2 separate regions of the Bombyx mori genome follow, and region 1 is linked to region 2. The links are chromatin contacts, called in public Hi-C maps. All regions are on one chromosome and are shown on one strand. Each heading gives the region's core, a stretch centred on a gene start, on an enhancer-like site or on the middle of the called end of the contact. The rest is flanking DNA. Distances are from core to core; before and after follow the strand shown.

Evidence for each region. A called contact is a pair of places that touch in the nucleus more often than the background predicts.
Region 1: a Hi-C map of posterior silk gland shows a contact between it and region 2, with 1.7 times the contacts expected there. The contact joins the enhancer-like site here to the promoter of E(spl)mbeta in region 2. A contact is called at or near these places in 2 of 7 Hi-C or Micro-C datasets (posterior silk gland and whole pupa).

The regions. Positions count from the first base shown.
Region 1 is chr3:10,128,006-10,131,628 of ASM3026992v2, reverse strand. The region is part of intron 1 of LOC100302603 (enhancer of split mbeta-2); the gene reads right to left. Among protein-coding and RNA genes, the nearest start is that of E(spl)malpha, 12 kb to the left of the region's middle. Within about 2 kb of position 2,123, at least 8 of the 8 cell types and tissues checked have open chromatin away from gene starts, as enhancers often do.
Region 2 is chr3:10,071,617-10,075,241 of ASM3026992v2, reverse strand. E(spl)mbeta (enhancer of split mbeta) reads left to right here and starts at 1,813. Exons shown (of 1, transcript NM_001170995.1): 1 at 1,813-2,837. The coding sequence starts at 1,854. The coding sequence ends at 2,459. All of the region lies in intron 1 of LOC100302603 (enhancer of split mbeta-2), which reads right to left.

The sequences.
Region 1 (3,623 bases), core at 874-3,373, 56 kb before region 2:
CAAGCGAAACTCGGAACGTAAGTCAGCAACATTTTGAGCAAACTTTTTTTTATTTATTTATTGCTTAGATGGATGGACGAGCTCACAGCCCACCTGGTGTTAAGTGGTTACTGGAGCCCATAGACATCTACAACGTAAATGCGCCACCCACCTCGAGATATAAGTTCTAAGATCTCAGTATAGTTACAACGGCTGCCTCACCCTTCGAACCGAAACGCATTACTGCTTCACGGCGGAAATAGGCAGGGTGGTGGTACCTACCCGTGCGGACTCCCAAGAGGTCCTACCACCAGAAAACTGTGAGTCAGAACAAACAACGGTGGCATTATTTATTGAAAAACGCTTTATAGAGATGATTTCATTACCGTGGTATGTTTGTAAAATGTGGAACAATTGTTTTTAAATAAAGGACAGCGCGTGCGCGGCACGCGACTCTTCTGCTGTATGGTAATGACGGCAGTCGGTCTCGGTATACCTGCATGACAATACTTTTTTTTTTACCAAATTTTTTTTTTTTTTTTCACAATGACAATTATTATTTTCGGTAATAATTTAATAAGGGTTTTTTGTGGTACTTGGTGGTACCTACTAGCGATACATTGAAAATAAAATTAAAATTCAACACACAAGTTAACATTCCGAAATTTCACAAGAATTTCTAAATTAAGCTTCGAGTTATCGTACTCGTTTTCAATAAGCATAATCGAATCTTCTCGAACGCAATGTATACCGTATATACTTTACAAAAAAAAGTCTCAAAATGTCAACATGCCCGCACCTACAAACTTATCTGCCAACGTTGAATCCGCTAACTTATTTTATAACATAGGTGTATTTAATAAATTGCACGTAGGTAGTGTTCATAATGGATAACATGAAAAACAAGTGACAAGGTTCCCAGGCAGAACTAGTATTGGCAACATCATTAGAGCTGTTAAACGAAAAATTTACATTTCAATTCATCCGTCTATAAAGTATTGGAATAATGAAGTCCTAATACAGAATGTGGATGATAAAACTGGCCGGTTAATAGATACATCTCATCATTTGAAAAAGGAACAAGTTATTAACTATAGTAAAAGGAAACAGTCCGACTGTTACATAACAAAAAATATATATTGAAAAGTAACCTGTAGCATAGATTAAAGAAGTATTCATACTGATTTATAAAAATATTTTTGTTACAATAAAAATACACTCACACTTCATGTGGTAGAGTTAACATTGTTATTTATATTTTGACATTCAACAAGTGTGTTATACTAACATCTAAGTTGAAATAAATGATTTTGAATTTTGAATTTTGTAATAATCGTCGTGTTTGTTGTTTTTTTTTTTTCAACCACGATCAGAGTCACAGGAATCTACTAGTATTACAATAAAAAAAAAATCTTAATTGGCAATCATGACACGGTCTCGCGAGGAGACGAGACGTAGGCAGCCGGCCGCGGGCCGTGGGAACGACGACAGTTGCTCGCGCCACCTGCCCCATGCGCTAAAAAACATACTACACACGAAATATTCTAATTTCGAATCACTTAACTCTTCAACTTAAATCTATTGATGTATTCTAAAATTTACAATGCGCGCTATGAGCCGTTGTCGGATCGTAGAATTTCTGATAAACACGACAAATTGCGTGCATAATTCATTCTCAAACAAGAAACGGGTTTTGACGTACAGTTTTTTTTTCCTACCTTTGCCTTGATAGCCTTGAGAAGCTATTTCAGCTTCTCCTTGACGTGTAGGTGAGCTCACGGGACTCAAGCCGGGAATATTGCTAACACTAGCCCTAGTTTCGCAGAATCTACCACCGGATCGGAAACGCGACCCACTTCGAAGATCTGACGCGAAACTCAGCGGGCCGTACAGTAAAACCAAATTATTGAAAATGAAACGAAAGGATTGTTTTTTTTGTTTAAACTTGTATACAACTAATGCGTTTAATGAAAGTGATGCCGGCAATACGTAAGAAACGAAGACTCCGGTTTCCTAATGAGTTTATCTGAGACCGTCATCCCATAGATCCGTTGAGTCCGATATTTTTTGTGCACGCGTCACCGTTGGTCTCGCGTAAGTGCACCACGCGCGCCATATGTCGCGTGGATCGTGGGAACAGGGCCCTGCGAGATCGCGTAAGCGCAATGTGCGTTCTCAACTGTCAACGCTTAACCTACTTCATTCGAAAATCAAACTAATCCTCTCAAAAATAAAGCTCTTTTCACAACGACATTCATGCGAGGTAAACTAGTCATCGAGATTCAACTGTAAGGCAACGGGAACACGGTCCATATTGACGTGAAGCTTTTTACCACGATTAATTCGTTTATGCACATGCCCTTTATTGATTGACTGTGTGAGATTACTCACAGCACAAGTACGCGTGAAAAAAATATTTTTATGAATTGCGTTCTTTTTTTATCTCTTCGAATTTACGATGTGACTCCGTAAACCGTAAACAAACTATCTAAAGTCCACAGACAAACATACGTCAAGATTAGACATTAAGTTTTTAAGTATTCAATTAACTGTAAATATGTAAAAAAATTCTTGAAGATTTATTTATAATTTAACTTAACTGAAACTCACGAAAACTGGTTCCTGAAAACTTACACGACAAGTATCGATTCCTTTGATTAATATACTTCATGAATGTAAAGATGGTAACGAGCCCAATAAAATATATCAAAACCTCCTTTGACGTACCAATATCAACTTAAAGAAAAAAAAAACTGTTTATCGCGGGCACTCTAGGGGTTAGCGCACAACTGTCGCGAGCGATCGTGGGAACGCGGCCAGTTTCAAATATAGAACGCCTTAGAAAAGGTGCAATACTTTTTTTGTCGATAAAGGTTTTTATAGGTATCTCTGGGCTTCCTTTTTGTTAGAATTATAAATTTCGTAATTGGAATTCTTTTGAAAAAACATATAAGCATCTATAATATTTTTCCTATACGAGTATTATTGTGTAATAAGTACAGATAACTATTTCAAAGAATACCTTTTATAATAGTGATCAGTATGTTATGATTAGATTTAGTAAATCCTTTTTTTATTTAATTTTAATATAAATACATAGCTACATTAATGTAACAGTATTATTAACCTAGTCCAAAATTAAGTAATTGATAATTCTGTGAAAAAATTAAAATCTAAATCTTCAACGAACTATTTCACAAATAGTTGATTAGCATTAAGAAAATGAATCATAAACGTTGATTTCTTTCGTAGAATTAAATATAATGATATATATATATATATTTTAAATCTATTACATTCCACAAGCAGCGAAATCGAATTATCATCAACAACAAAAAAAACGTCTCAACAACAACCTCACTTTTCACAAGTCCATACTTAAACCTAGTTGCGTGCATTGCTTTTACAAAAGAAACCCCCACATTATTATACTGGCACGTATTTTTTCTTGACCTCGATAGGCGAGGGGCGAGCCGTGGGAACCGAATCGCACAAAATACGCTTCCTTGGCCATATGCGACAGAAAAAAAAACTACAATTATTTATTCCCCCCTCAAAGAAAAGGGGAGCTGTGAGAACGTGACCTAACAATGCGCTTCCTGGCTTACGATACACGCTACGCCTAAAATTTATTATAGTCCTTA
Region 2 (3,625 bases), core at 564-3,063:
TTTTTTTGTCCAAGTGCACAGATTGCCACCTTTGATAATAGACGACTCATTTATGAGAAAAATACTGGTGATACTAAATGATTCCGCATATTAACTCAATTTCGAATATTTTTGAAAATTGTAGGTACACTTTTAATGCGTAAAGACGATACATCAAAAGATTTCATTAAAAAAGCCAACAAATATACGCAATACATTGTCATAATAATATTATTATCGTAAGCTGGTTGACCTCGGTCTGAGAACGACCTATTTCTGCGTGCTAACAGGTTCCAGAGTAGGGCATAAGAAATTCATTCAATACTTTTTATATACCGACACTCGACAGAAGTTCTACGCCGGCCCGTGTGTGCGTTTGATTCACACAAGCAGAGTCTACCAAAAAAAAACATCTAATACCTAAACACCGTTGAAAGTTTACCGAATCATTTTCGTTATATTGATTTATTCAAAATAATTTATTTGAATTAAAAAAAGAACGAAAATAGAGCTATCTCGGTTTATGGCTTCCGGCTCCATCAGCAGACCATGCCACCGAAGTGAGTAGGTACCTACTTGTTAAGAGAATTTCAATGAAATACGATGGAGCGCATTTCTGGCTTAACACATAATTATACAAGTTTAATTTTTTTCAGACTTTTACATAAAGCGGTAAAGTAATATGTGCTCTAATAAACATTATATCAAAATGACATACAGCTAACAAATATTTGTTTGCCAACATTTTTGTCAAATCCATAAATATATATGTTTCATAAGTATAAATATTTTATAACCATGCTAAAATTTGATCATTGGTTTCTGGATCGACAAATGACGTTGTACGACATGACTAATGTGGTCACTTTGGTGGTCATATGCAAATAATAAAATGGAACGTTCGCGACTAAGCCAAACATAACTGATTTATTGAATACAATATAAGCTCAATCAGAAGGCCGTTGCAAAACTATTTGAACTATAAGTCATTAAGCAACGGCTCATTTAAGGCGCTGCGGCTGTTGTTGCCTGTCAATAATTATTACGGAGAGTAATCCGTGATTGATGAACGCCAACAGTAGCCAGATCGAAGTTTAATTGACGCGGGCCCATTGTAAAGCAGCTCTCTCTAAAGCCGACCGATCGATAATATTATGTTGCGACAGTACACAAATCCCCAGTATTAATTAGATATAACTTTAATTAAATGCACGCGTGATGTAATGAAACTTAACTCGATGGAGAAATGGTTGATTGATAAACGCATGTGGAACGATAAAATAAGTGGGCACTTACTTTCGACATAATTAGGAGTCGTTTCCCTTGGCCTTGCTTACAGACTGTGAAGTTATAAATTTATAAATTAAATTAATCGGTGATAAATTAATGGCGATTTAAAAACTGCTAAAGGCTACTAATATGTTTAACGAAGAATAGGAAATAAATTTCGAAAATGATAAACGAACACCGTTGTTAATAAAACCAGTTTTTCGTCAACAAAAGTACAGTAAGTACATCATTGCTTAAACAGCCACAGTTCTGTTTGAGGTCTAGACGTGGCTGGAATGATCTGAGCTACACTTAGATGACCGGTAGCAAGCGAATCTGTACGTCAATTAGGGAGGTGAGGCGTCGCGGCGTGCGCTCGCGGCGGCGATTGTTTACGAGGCGCACGCGCGGCGCGTGTCCCCCCGCGCCCCGGCGGCAGCTGCTCCGCACAGGTGGCGCGTGTGGGAACTCGACGGCTCTCAGCGTTCCCACGATCGTGCGCCCTCCACTCCCTATATAAGCCCCCGCTCGACCGCCATACTGCATTCCGCGTTCTACGCTCTTCGCAAACGTACGCTCTTACTCACGACACACATACATTCAACATGTCATACGAGATCGCGTATTCGGTCGCGGAAGACGGTCCGCAGCCAGTCTCGCGCACTTATCAATATCGCAAAGTGATGAAACCGATGCTTGAGCGCAAGAGGCGCGCTCGCATCAACCGCTGCCTCGACGAACTCAAGGAGCTGATGGTCAGCGCTCTACAATCTGAAGGAGAGAATGTAGCCAAATTGGAAAAAGCTGATATCTTGGAACTGACCGTTCGCCATCTTCACAAGCTGAGACGCCAGCGTCGCTTGTCACTCAACCCTACCGTGGATGTGGATCGCTTCAGAGCTGGATTTACTCACGCCGCCAACGAAGTTTCCCGCTGTCTGGCTTCAATTCCTGGTGTGGACGTGAGGTTGGGCACTCAACTAATGACCCACCTCGGGCACAGACTGAACGAAATGCAGCGAGCAGCCGCTGGCACTGAAACTCCACCAGCAAGCCCTCCCAGCCCTGCTCTCTCGACTGTTTCTTCATCGTCTGGTTACGTGAGCCCATCTCCTCCGGCGTCACCGATGCCTCTACAGACAGCAACTCCATTGGACTGCAGCATGAACACCTCACTGCCCAAAGCATCGGCTGTGTGGCGGCCCTGGTAGACTACGGTGCCGGATGGAGCCGGCGGACCCGGCTCCGCGGTCACATCTGTTCCAGCACCGCTCGGAGTCGCTCGCGCCCTTATGTCCGCCCACCCTTAAGTTTAGTGTTTCATGTGAAAATATAAATTAGATCTCACAGTCAGCGTAGGTTATAAATCTTAGCTCGTAAGTCCAAACTTGAAAGCTTTAATTAAAAATTTAGTATCTAAGTTAATTTGTGATATTAAAAGAGTAATAGGTAGATAATGTATAAGAAATGTTGTATGTTGTATCGAACCATGATAAGTTCGCATTGTTATATTTTATCGTTAAAAGATTTCACATTTATGTGAACAAAATACATAATAATACGTTAATAAAAATATTATCTTTTACCACATTTACTGCATTTCATTAAACTTCGTCCTCGTAACATCCTGCATTCAAATTATCATTAAACCAATATCATTTACTTATTTATATTTCGATTGAAGGTTTTTGTATAGATAGGTATACAAATTAGTATCGTTTTCGGAAATTTTCAATTGCAGAGCTATTGAAATTTAGACAGGACAATCTGTCGGGTCTAAATATAGCAGCAGGTCAACAATCAACTAAACAAACAAATCACGAGTCAAATCTCGCGAGATAAGCCGTGAAAGAGGTTAAGGGCGCCCGCGAACCTCTGACACTGAAGTCGGCGCCGCGCGTGTGAGTAACTTTCCTGTTTACATCTCGGAGCTATTGACTCGCGCTACTTACATGATATAATCTTTCCACAACTAGACGTACAATTTACTTACTTATCGCGCTACATTTGAATTCTGAATCGCGTAGAAAGCCAAACGTGTTTACAACCGGTAGGCATATCTTTAAACATTAACCGCACGTCATGCGTCATCACGGAAATAATTATGCGAGATTCACGAAACCTTCAAGCGAACGATTGTGATAGTTTGACAGTTGCATACTTAGCAACACGTGCTTATAAACACAATTAGCGTTTGCTTGCTGACTAACACATGCTAGCTTAGAGACATTCTAAAAATGAATCACAATATCAGATCTAAAAATCGGATGTCAACGCAAATTTTCAAACATTGTGATTTTTTTTTTCAATTTATGTTTTGTTCTATATACGCAATCATTTTTAGATTTATCTATATTTTTCAATTGCTATTACAAGC